Regions from separate parts of the Mus musculus genome. Here region 2 is linked to region 1. The links are chromatin contacts, called in public HiChIP or PLAC-seq maps. All regions are on one chromosome and are shown on one strand. Each heading gives the region's core, a stretch centred on a gene start, on an enhancer-like site or on the middle of the called end of the contact. The rest is flanking DNA. Distances are from core to core; before and after follow the strand shown.

Region 1 (5,386 bases), core at 815-3,314:
AACCCATGGCTGGTCCTTTTATACAGACTTTTCTGGAGAGCCACAGGATGGGATATAAAACCATTTCCTCCACCCCTTGTCTAGGCTCACAACAGAGACAGACCCAGGTCCAAGGCCACACAGTACTTTCACATTTAACATTCACTGCCCAGGTTGGCCTATTCTAGGAAGCACCCCCCACTCCAGCCAGCACTCCTGTCCCAAAGCCTGTCTTCCTCAAGTGCTACCTGGCTTGTGATGGATGTTCCCTAACGAGCCACACTTGGAGGTCACTTTGCTCAGGTCCACCGGCTTGTAGACTATTTGCACCTGCAGGTCAAAGAGGATGGGCGAGAGAGAGAATAAAGGGGGTTATGTTACTAGGGGTGTAACACAGCACAAAGGCTGATGGACCATTTGTCAGTGGCTCCCATCAGCTGCTGCATACACCCCCACTCAGGATGGAAAATAGGCTCCCCAAATCCAGCCACCCCCCACCCCCCAGGGAGCTGGGTCCTCACCAGGAAGCTTAGGGACCTAAACATCCCAGAAACACAAGACACTCTCATGGAAAAGCAGGTGCCTGGTCCTTGTACGTGACCATCTCTGTAGCAGACACTTAAATATAAAAGCATACATCGTTTTATTGATGAAAGGCCAATGACACCCAGTGGAGGAAGAAGCCTTCACAGCCCTGCATCTTCTCCTCAGAAAAAGACTCAGGAGAAGCTGGTGAGGGTGAGTCTGCTTCACCCAGGAAGCTCCCATGGTCCTGGATTACCAGTCGGCAAACAGGACCCAGACCAGCTCTATGACCCAGAAGGAGAGCCAGTTGGTGTCTGGACACATAGTCTCCTGAACACTTCAGCCTCTACTGAGAAGAGCGAAGCAACACCAACAGAAGGCAGGCGCACGGCAGAAACCACAGCTGCAGTAAGTGTCTCAGCAAGCATGAGTGAGCAGACAGGACACACTGGGGAAGGGGGGTGGGGGGGACCCGCCAGCCCAAGGGCCCTTCATGTGGCCCAGCAGTAATGTGTGCTCTGGAAAATGACAGTTGCTTTCCTGACAGGACACTCTGAAGGAGACCACCCAGGCAGATGGGGCTCCTGGAAGCCTGTCTCTCTGATCTGTGGTTTTACAGCTTAGCTGGTCACTAGCTGCCACTTGCAGAGTCCCATGGGTCTCCCATACAGACCATGGTCATTCCAGGGGTGAGGAGGCTCATCTGTCCTGGGAGAGGGGTGCCACATGTTCAAGAATCAATAAAGCAAAGTGGTTTCTACGGAGGTCTCAATGGATAAATCCCTCGTTTTCACGGCTGATGGTGTTTTGTGTTATGGGGTGTGTGTGTGTGTGTGTGTGTGTTCTGCTAACAGACCTGATGGAAGAGGAGGGCCATGGCCTCATAAGTCATAAGGGTGTCAGCCTGCCCCTGCAGAGGAGGGTGGGTAAGGAGCAGATAAACCCAAGGACCTCCTGCAAACAGACCCAGAGGCCAGTAGGAGTTCTGGGGCAGGTGATGATGGGAGAGCCCAGGTAGAGTCATTAGAGAGTCAGTACCAGGGGGTATGTTGGGGGACAGGAGATGTTGGAAGCTTGGGATAGCCAGAGAAGAAAGGAATGGGGGAGCAGCTGACTAGGGTACTAGATCCCACAGAGCAGCCCGAGAGAGGAGGCCACAGCCCAGCCAGGAGGTGGAGATGGAGAAGCAGCTTCCCTGCTGCAGTTCCCACCACCCTAGAGAGAGCCAGGAGCAAGTTAGATGGGAAGCCTGGAATCCTACAACCCAAATGCCACCAGTCCCCCTCCCTAAGAAAGCTTTCTCCACAGGTCCATTCTGTAGTCAACAGTGGCCACAGGCCACAGGCCAGGCTATCTTGTGATTCTATATAAGGTCACAGGTTAGCTCAAAGGCTGGCAAACTGCAGTACACCTTAGTTATAAAGTTCCCTGATACCCTAGGCACTGCAGCCTCATCAGACAACCAGCATGTGATCCGAGCTGCCCTGAGAGCTGCCTTTTCCCAACTTCCCCTACAGGAGCATCTGCCCTCTGCAGCCCTTGGGAGCTGGAGCGCTCAGACCCAGCAACAGACCAGACGTGAGCAAAACCAGACACTTCTGGCTTCCCTCCCTAACCACAGCAGCCTGGGCTGGGAAGCTAACGTATCATAAACAACATTACAGAGCCCAGGGACAAGGACGGCGATCTTAAAGATCACCCTTTCCCGCAACCCATATCTTTCTATACGTTGAGAAGGCAACCGGCAGGCAGGGCAGTAACCGCAGTGTAGCCAACAGCCCCGCCTTTCCTTAGGAAGCAAAACAAGTAAGGGAGGTGGCAGGATCGGCCAGCGGGGAGTGGAGGACAGAGGAAAAGGCAGACACGGTGAGTAAGCGTGAGAAGGCAGTAGCCACAGGGCCAGCACTTGCTGCTCTGGGGCCATCGGTCCAAGAGGCAGAAGGCAGGGCAGGTGTCGGGGCCGGAGGCAGGAGCACATTGCAAGAATAAACCCTGTGGGCTCGGCACTTTCAGGAAAGAGAGCCCACCCCTGCATTCCAGCACGCACGCTCGAGAGGTGGAGCCTGCAGCTCAATCAGAGAGCCCAGGTCCGTTCTGGGACTGACCCAGAACAGGGGAGGGGGAGCTGGCAGGGAGAAGCCTGGGGCCACTTTACAAATCCTGCCCTGTTGGGCACCGGCCAGCCAAGAGAACAAAGGGAATCCCTAAGCCCATTGAGGGAACCTAAGAACATCTCTTTGCAGGGACTCGCTGAGGATGTGCGGGGGGGGGGGGGGGGGGGTCCCCAGTGGTGTTTAAAGGAGGAGACATTTAAAACCCCTTCTCTGGCAAACAATGCAGGCAACTGACACCTGTCACCTCGGTGTTAGGCTCTGTGCAACCAGAGTCCCTGTCCTGGGGGGAGGGGAGTGCTAAATTGAACTGGGAATCTTTTCCTCTCTTCAAAGATGAAGGAGACCCAGATGAAAAATGGAGAAGTGGCTAGGGGCCTTTTGGACCTTGACATGAAACAGGAAGTCCTAGTGTCTAGTGGGATCATATGGACTCCCCACTCCCCAACCAACAGAGACTGCCCCAGAGATGAGGGAAGAGGTGTCAGCCCACATCATGGATGCACTGTCTTCAACCCCATTTCCAATATCTACGGGGCTTCTAGGAACACATACATGGTACCATGGGGACCCAGCTACTCAGAGAAGGGCCAGCTGGAACGGGTTGCTCTCCCTACTTTGCTGGGCCATCCATGGAACAGGGAGGGGAGTCTGGGGACAGCAGACACTGTGGGGACACAGGAGGTCCTGAGCCCTAGATGATTTATTCTATGCAATGTCTCACAAGGACACACTCATGACACTTGTTACAGCAAAGGCTGCAGCACACCTCATGGAGACTGCGACAGTACTCACACTGCCTCCACCCGGGACGTGTTTGATATTATCCTTCGAGCCACACTTGGACTGGACGTTGCTAAGATCCAGCTTCTTATTAATTATCTGCACCTTTGATAGCCAAAAAAAAGAGTGAGAGACAACCACACCGGAGCATCGCCCCCTGACCTGTTGGGCTGTGGGGGGAGAGCCAGGTCTGAGCCCTGACTCCTCAGGGGGCTCAGAAGCTGCCTGGGATGGCACCCTGGAAGTCACAAAAGGAATCTGGAAGAGAACATGGCTGGGAACAGGAGGACAGAGCTGGGAGGTCACTAGGTTGGGTGGAGTGACAACTGTAAACAAGGAGTCCCCTGGGTCAAGTGATGAGAAGAAAGATCAACAACAATCCAAACAGACACACCAGTGCAAGGCACCTTATCACAAAGAGCGTCCAAGGCTGGGGAGTGGCAAGGCTAAAGGCTTCAAACCAGATTGTCTTGAGCTGAGCTGGTGGGATGGCTCAGGGAGGGTAAAGAACTTGTCATAAAACCCCACTTCTGCCTTCTGAACACAGTGGCGTGCACATACAATACTTAGTTACTTTAGACTATCCTCTGTTAATTTTAACTTTTTTTTTTAATGCTATTTTGAGGCGGGGTCTCTCTATGTAGCCCTAGCTATGCTGAAATTCAGTAGTAGACCAGGCTAGCCTTGAATTTACAGAAATCCTGTCTTGAAAACCCAAAATAATAACAACAATAATAACAACAACAATAATAACAATAAAATAAGAGGAAGAGGGCACTATTATATTCAGCACCGAGCTTCCCGGAAGCCAATGAGGAAAAAGGAAATGTGACTGATTACATAACTCATGATTTGACAAAGAAAATGGTTTTTGGAGGAAGATGACTGCTAGACACAAATTAATCAGAGGACATTAAGCAATCGCACACGGTCTGAAACATACATAGAGACCCCGCCCTGTGTGTGTGTGTTTCTTATTCTAACCCCACAGGAAAGGAAACAAGCTTTTGTGGTGTTTGGCACTAGATAGATATTTACAAAGCAGACTTGAATTACTGCTAGTGGTCATGTTAAGCCAAAGCGCTCGGGAACACTGAGGTTCAGAGGGGGAGAGGGTGGTGGCTGGCGTTGTGAAACTGGAGCCTGCAATGCCGTTCCCAGCAAAAGCAGCTGGCCCGGTCCACGGCGCTGGGCTTTGGCTCTGACCGGACACTGGAAACATCCTGGAGCGAATGGAGGATGTTTTCAGCTGAGGGCCTTCGATTCAGGAGGAAGTGTTTGTGGGCAGGGAGTGGTCCTGAGAAGCTGGCTGGACCCACTTTAGTTTACACTTCCCAGAGCCATGTCAAACACTAGGTGGACTTTGTTCTACCTCTGTTTGGGCTCAGAACTCTCAGGGAATCCCTTGCTGGCACCAAGCCTCTAGCCCAAGGAGCTCCCAGACTGCTGGTACTAACTGGGCTAGGCCGGGCATCACCTCATTTGGAACATGAACCTGACGTGGCCAGCTGGGGTTCCAGAAAGCCTTTCCTTAGAGTCCAAGAAAGCCTGCCTGTATCCAGTCTAGCCGACCTGCAAAAGGCAATAAGGTGCCGGAGGTCAGGTGCCATTACAGCTACCCTTTCAACAGTGGCAGTAGCTGGGGACGGAGCTCAGATAGTAGAGGACTTTCCCAGGACGCAAAAGGTCCTGGATTTAAGCCCTCACAGTGTATAAAACTGGGTGTGGTGATGCAAACCTGTAGTTTTAGTGCTTGGTGAGAGGACGCAGGAATATCAGAAACTTCAAGGCCATTGTCAACCACGTGAGTTTGAGACCAGTTTGGAATAAATGAACTCCTGTCTTTTAAAAAACAAAACAAGCCGGGCGTGGTGGTGGCGCACGCCTTTAATCCCAGGACTTGGAGGCAGAGGCAGGTGGATTTCTGAGTTTGAGGCCAGCCTGGTCTACAAAGTGAGTTTCAGGACAGCCAGGGCTATACAGAGAAA
Region 2 (5,928 bases), core at 1,980-4,479, 630 kb before region 1:
GGCTGCTGTGGATTCCTTCCAAACTGATAAAAATCATATGTGACTGGGGAGGAACCCCTGAAGAGCTTGGCAACAGAGAGGAAGAAAGAAATCAGGAAGACCAACAAAACAAGTAACTTGTTTTGCTGGTCCCCTCAGCATGAGAACAGCTTGGAGACTGATTGAGACATGGAAATGTCTTCATCCAGGACTTCAGCCACAAAGAGCAGATCAACCTTGTTAGCTACAAAATTCTCAGGTCTCATTAGGCCATCCTTTCATATGGCATAAGTAAAAATTTTTATTACAGTCTTGTTATACATCAAAACTAACTTATAAAGAAAGATAGATGTCTTTCACCTGCTCATATAAAGAGCAGAGAACCATCTGTAACTGCTCTGTGCACACTGTACTTTCCATACACTTATTATTGTAGAAATGTATATTGCTTATGAGAGTTTATATGTTTACAGAAGAAAAGGACCAGACACCAATGGAAGGAATATAGTTTGACAAGATGTATCTTTAAGGATGCTGAAAAAGGATGCTGAGATGCTGAGATATATATTTTTTGTGGCATCCTGCTCGATCCAACCTCACAGGGCCCTTATTAGCTGATTCATGAAAAAGCTGCTGACCCCAATTGGTCCAACCTTTAATACTGGAAAGTCAGGCCTTCCAATAAGCCTGTACTTTTACAGCACACAGAGACTGGACAGCAAACATTACAGCTAGCTTTCTTAAGACTGGCCTATATTCCAATTTTCTTGTCACCCCCAAAACAGCAGGAAGAAATTTCAAGAGAACGATGCCCCATTTCCTAAAAGTTGGGTTGATTGGTTTTTGGTCACCTAATGAGTTTATCATCATTAAAAGAGGGGTTGGCTGAAAGTTGTTAAATGGTCACAGTCAAGGAGGAAACAAGGCATAGGAGGTTAAATTCGGAGATTGCTCTCTTTTGTTTTCTTCTATTCTTCTTTCTTCCTTATGTAGTGGGTGGGATAAGGGATAAAAGGAAAAAGGGGAGAGAAAAGATGAAAAGAAAAAACCGTGAAACAGGAATGATAAGAAAGGGTAGATTATTGAATCTACTTCTAGACCAAAGAACATTAACAAATCAAATATTTCACATTTGGTATGGACTTTGTATATTGATACAGATTAATGTTATATTTTGTTAAAACATACCATTTATGTTTCAACTCTTGTTTAAGGAATGCACCTATTTGATTATTTAAAATGAGATGTTAAGTTCTAGTCTTTTTGAAAGCTTTTATTGCGAACTGTTTAGGATAATTAAGTAATACAAGTTAGTAGTCAGTTAATCACACTCATGGCCATGCTAGATACTAGTTTAGTTAATTACAGAAATATGTTTCCTAGGCTAAACAGATAGTAAATAGCTAGACATAAACAACGTTTGCCTATTCAGATATACTATAGATAAATAGACTGTCTTAAAAAACCTCAGAGATCCACATAACATGACATTTGGGATGTTTTGTTAATAAACAGATTTTTTGACATTGAATTATGTCAGATCCTGGTAGTAGCACCTTTCTAGTTCAAAATAGATGATGAGCATTGAAGAGCCTCCGTGTAGAGTTTGTTTCAGATGTGGCAAGCTGTCACTGGGTAAGAAACTGTCCTTGTTTGCTTCAACTGCTGATGGTATGCTGTCCAAACTGGACAAGAATTGAGATGCAGGGAAGTAGACTGTTAAGCTTTGCAAGGACAAGGTAGGCAAGCCCTTCAAAATTCCTGTTTCTCAAAAAAGTCTATTAAATATTCTGGGCCAGAAGGCTGAAGATAGAGGTTCCAATGTTATTGAACAATTTGGGAGGACTTCTCAGGCAGCCAATGACTCTGTCACTTTTATAGTTTTGGAAGTTGCTAGCTCTGCACTTCCTGCTTACTCAGGTAATATTTATCCTCCTCAAGTTTCTGATGGGGTTAAAGACTAGATAGTTGTAGTCTCACAATAAAAGCTTAAGTTTTGGACTTAAGAACATGTTTTTGGGTATAAGAAGATGTTTTTAGATTGATAATACAAGTTATGATAGAAACTGATTTAGGTGCAAAACTTCTGAACTCAGCCAGATAGACTAGATAATAGAGTACTTTCTCCTAAGTTGCCATTTATAAATGGACTAGATACTGTGAATACAACTCTTACATGATGGTTTTCATAATTGTTCTTACTATATACAGTTTATTATTGTAAGAGAAAGATTTTTATTGGACTAAAAAGGGGAGATGTTGGTGTTGGTCTTGTGCAGTGCATATTTAGATGCTGGGCTCTGTGCCTCAAAATTGGGTTGCAGTTTGGACATAGGCATTGTATTGACCAATATGCTATAAAGAATGCTCCCCAATAATCTTTGATTGATGACTAAAAGACTGGAGTCTATAGCTTGGCAAAGAGGATAGGAAGGCAGTACTTATAATTGAGTGGGTTGTCTCAGGAATGACCATGAGGGAGAGTGGAGAGAGAAGAAGAAAAGAGAAGAGAAGAAGGAGGCTGTTTTGAGGCAGGAGGGACTGTGAGCATGTGGTCAAGAGAAGCTAACCTCGAGGACACACATGGAACAGAGAAGACTCAATTGGCAAGTGACAGGGCATTTATCTGGTTATTGATGGCCTAGTCAGGTTAGAATGGTTCAGAACCTACCTGACCACTACCATGCCTTCAGCTTGTTAATCACATCTGATGTCTCACTGTTGTTTACTCAGGAGCTAAATGGGATAGAGTGGGGCAGAACCCACCCCCTAAAATTACTACAATATTTATACTCAGTGCAGTCACTTTGGAAGATAATCTGGCTTTCTTTAAAAAAAAGATTTATTTTATTTCTCTCTCTCTCTGTGTCTCTCTGTGTCTCTCTCTGTCTCTGTCTCTCTGTCTCTCTGTCTCTGTCTCTCTCTCTCTCTCTCTCTCTCTCTCTCTCTCTCTCTCTCTCTCTCTCTCTCTCTGCAGATAAGAAGGAATCAGATCCCTTGGAGATGAGTTACACATGGTTTGGATTACATTATAGGGATAATCGCTTGTGGATTATGTGGAAACATCATCTGTCAATAAAAAGCTGATGTTCCTATTAGCAAAAGGCAGAAACTACAAGGTGGGAGTTCTGGTAGGGAGATTGCAACGATGGGAAATAGTCAGAGGTGGGGAATTTGTCACCCAGACTCGTATGAAACTGAGGAGAGGTAACCACCATGTGGCAGACATAGAATCGTTTAAATGGGTTAAATAAGTTAGGAGCAAGTCAGGGAACAAGCCTAGCAAAAGGCCACAAGTATTGTTAATAAATAGTAAGCCCCTGAGTCATTGTTTGGGAACTAGGGTGTGGGTGGAAAACGCCATGGTTACATACATGATGTGGATGCTGAGAACAGAACTCTGGTTTTTTTCAAAGAGAAGTTTTAACTACTAAGTCATTTCTTCAGCCCCTGGACTGGCTTTCTTTAACCATTAAATAAAAAGTTACTATATGGCCCAGAAATTTTGCTTCTATAAATATACTAGAAAAGTTAAAACATACATCAACACAAAAACTTGTATGTGGATACTTGCAGGACTATCCATACTTGCCCAAAATTGGAAATAATTAAATACTCATTTACCAATGAACATATAATAAATAAAATATGATATTTCTATTATTTCAGACTATTCAGTAACGAAGTATTGGTACATAATAAGACACTATGCAATGCCATTTATAGGAACTGCTTGCAGTAGGCAGATTGATGAAGATGGGTTAGTGGCTGTCCTAGTGGTGTAGAAGAATTAGGGATGAGGAATGACTGGCACTGAGTGTGGTGGTTCTATGTGGGGATAACAGAATTACTCTCAAAATAACAATTGTGATCAGTACAGATCTGTAACCACAGAGAACACCATCAGATCATGCACTAGTTATTATGTATGTGTGGGTGTTCTGTCTACTCAAATGTCTCTTCACCATCTGCATGCCTGGTGTCTGAAGAGGTCAGAAGACGATGTTAAGTCCTTTAAAACAGAAGTTACAGAGAGTTTTGATCTACCATGTGCATGCTGGGAACTAAGCTGTGTTTTTAATCACTGTGCTAGCTCTCTAGCTCCATCACGCCTTTCTCTGGATTAATTATTTAGCATATGAGTTATTCTCAGTAGAGTTTAACAATATTCTACCAGAACTTTTCACCTTTAACAATGAAATCAACGATCTTTCTCAATATGCTAAATATGTCTAATAAGTCTATTATGTCAATAGGTAAATGTACCTTTGCTTTTTAAAAATTCTGATGTTATTTTTAGTTTCTTCCATTTTTTTTTAATCATGTGAGCTCCTTAGTGGTATGGACACAGGAACAGAAAACATGTATCAAGGGCTGCCTGGTTTCTTAAACACTGACACTGATAGTTTTCATATATATATTTCTAGTCTTTAAAATCATTCTTTAATTCTTTGCAACAATTAAAAATGAAATTTTGATGAACGAAATTCAACCTCACAAGAAGCTTCCATGGACTTACCGTTGAAGGGCAACGTTTTCATCAGTTCCTCCAACTCCTTGTCTGTGAGCTCGATACCAAGGTTCTCCAGGACACTCGGTACATCACTGGCCTCAATCTTCTCCCCTGTCAAAGGAGACTGGCTAAGGACCACAGTTCAGACTATGCTCATCATGGCTACCAAAAAGAGTTTCCTTATCATTAAAAGTATCCCCATTTTCAGGTCAAAGATGAAAGTGAAAAGAAATCATTTAAAAACTATTGCGACCATAAACTTGTTAGGCGAAGTTTATATCTCATAATACAAATAAGCTACTTTGACAGTGAGTAAAATCTGATAAAGTTAATTTGTTACATTTATTTTTTAGTGTGTGTGTGTGTGTGTGTGTGTGTGTGTGTGTGTGTGCGCGTGTGCACATGTGTGTATGGTATCTGTCGTGGTGCAGGCGTGGAGGACAAAGGATAACTTGGAGGAGTTGATTTTTTCTTTCCACCATGTTGACCCGAGGACCTGAAGGCTTCATCCTGCCCGGCAGCATGCACCTTTACCTACTGAGCCACCTCACAGGCCTAATTTAATTTATAACAAAATACTTACATAAAATTTTCTTCAAAAATAATTTCTAGACTTATTTATTTGCTTCTTTACTTTTGAGACAGAGTCCCTTTGTGTTTAATACCAGCCTCAAAGTTGTATAGCTGAGACTGGCTTGGAACTCAGTCCTGCCTCAGTCTCCAGAATGCTGGATTAGAGCTATGAGATACTATTCTTAGGGAAAAAACATTTTGATTTTTAAAAGAGAATTACAATGGATATGACGAGGGCATTGACTTGACTATTTGAAGACTTGACTCAGGTTCAGTGTACCTTTCTCTACTGGGTTTTCAAAGTGCCATTGAAGCAAATTATAACATCATGAGCAACAACAGATTACAGAATCCCATTCCAAAACTATGGAAAATTTTAAAACATGTAGCTGTAGAGTCCAATATTGTCAACAAGTTATAAAAATACCAGAATTTATAAGTCAGGCATCAGGTATTGAGAAATATTACCGAATATGAAGCATTATTGAGGATAGCCCAACCCTAACTTTATAACCTTCCCACTCACCTGTATAATCTTTCAGTTTTTGCATCAGTGTTTGTAGCGAAATTTTCTCATCAACTATAGGAGAAGATTAAAAGACATTACGATGTAACAGAGACTGTGGGACTCTCTGCATTACCATTGTTTGGGCACCATACCCATTTTCCAGATACTTCAGAAACTGCTACTGAACGTACTTTCTAGGTTAACACTTTGTCATAACTCCCTTAACAAGATTCCAAAAAGGAAGGTTCCAGGTGACACCAGCAAGGTGATTGACTTGAGAGGCTTATAGTGCTGTTTCCCGAGTCTTCTTCAAAAAGGACCTAAACTACATTTTTGACTGTTTACTAAAGGGGAG

Evidence for each region. HiChIP or PLAC-seq counts read pairs in DNA pulled down with a chosen protein or histone mark.
Region 2: a contact with region 1 is called in a FOXA1 HiChIP or PLAC-seq map of pancreatic cancer cells. The contact joins two enhancer-like sites. A contact is called at or near these places in 1 of 484 Hi-C or Micro-C datasets (embryonic stem cells) and 2 of 115 datasets of contacts at active chromatin or transcription factors (bone marrow-derived dendritic cells and pancreatic cancer cells).

The regions. Positions count from the first base shown.
Region 1 is chr11:104,316,274-104,321,659 of GRCm38.p6, reverse strand. It overlaps Mapt (microtubule-associated protein tau), which reads right to left. Exons shown (of 12, transcript NM_001038609.2): 9 at 3,411-3,503; 10 at 228-309. Among named protein-coding and RNA genes, the nearest start is that of Mapt, 88 kb to the right of the region's middle. Within about 2 kb of position 2,064, at least 133 of the 459 cell types and tissues checked have an H3K27ac peak or open chromatin away from gene starts, as enhancers often do. A contact at or near this core is called in pancreatic cancer cells, where this site is marked.
Region 2 is chr11:104,949,917-104,955,844 of GRCm38.p6, reverse strand. Gm11639 reads right to left here. Exons shown (of 108, transcript XM_017314877.1): 81 at 5,592-5,645; 82 at 4,499-4,603. Among named protein-coding and RNA genes, the nearest start is that of Gm25362, 130 kb to the left of the region's middle. Within about 2 kb of position 3,229, at least 10 of the 459 cell types and tissues checked have an H3K27ac peak or open chromatin away from gene starts, as enhancers often do. A contact at or near this core is called in pancreatic cancer cells, where this site is marked.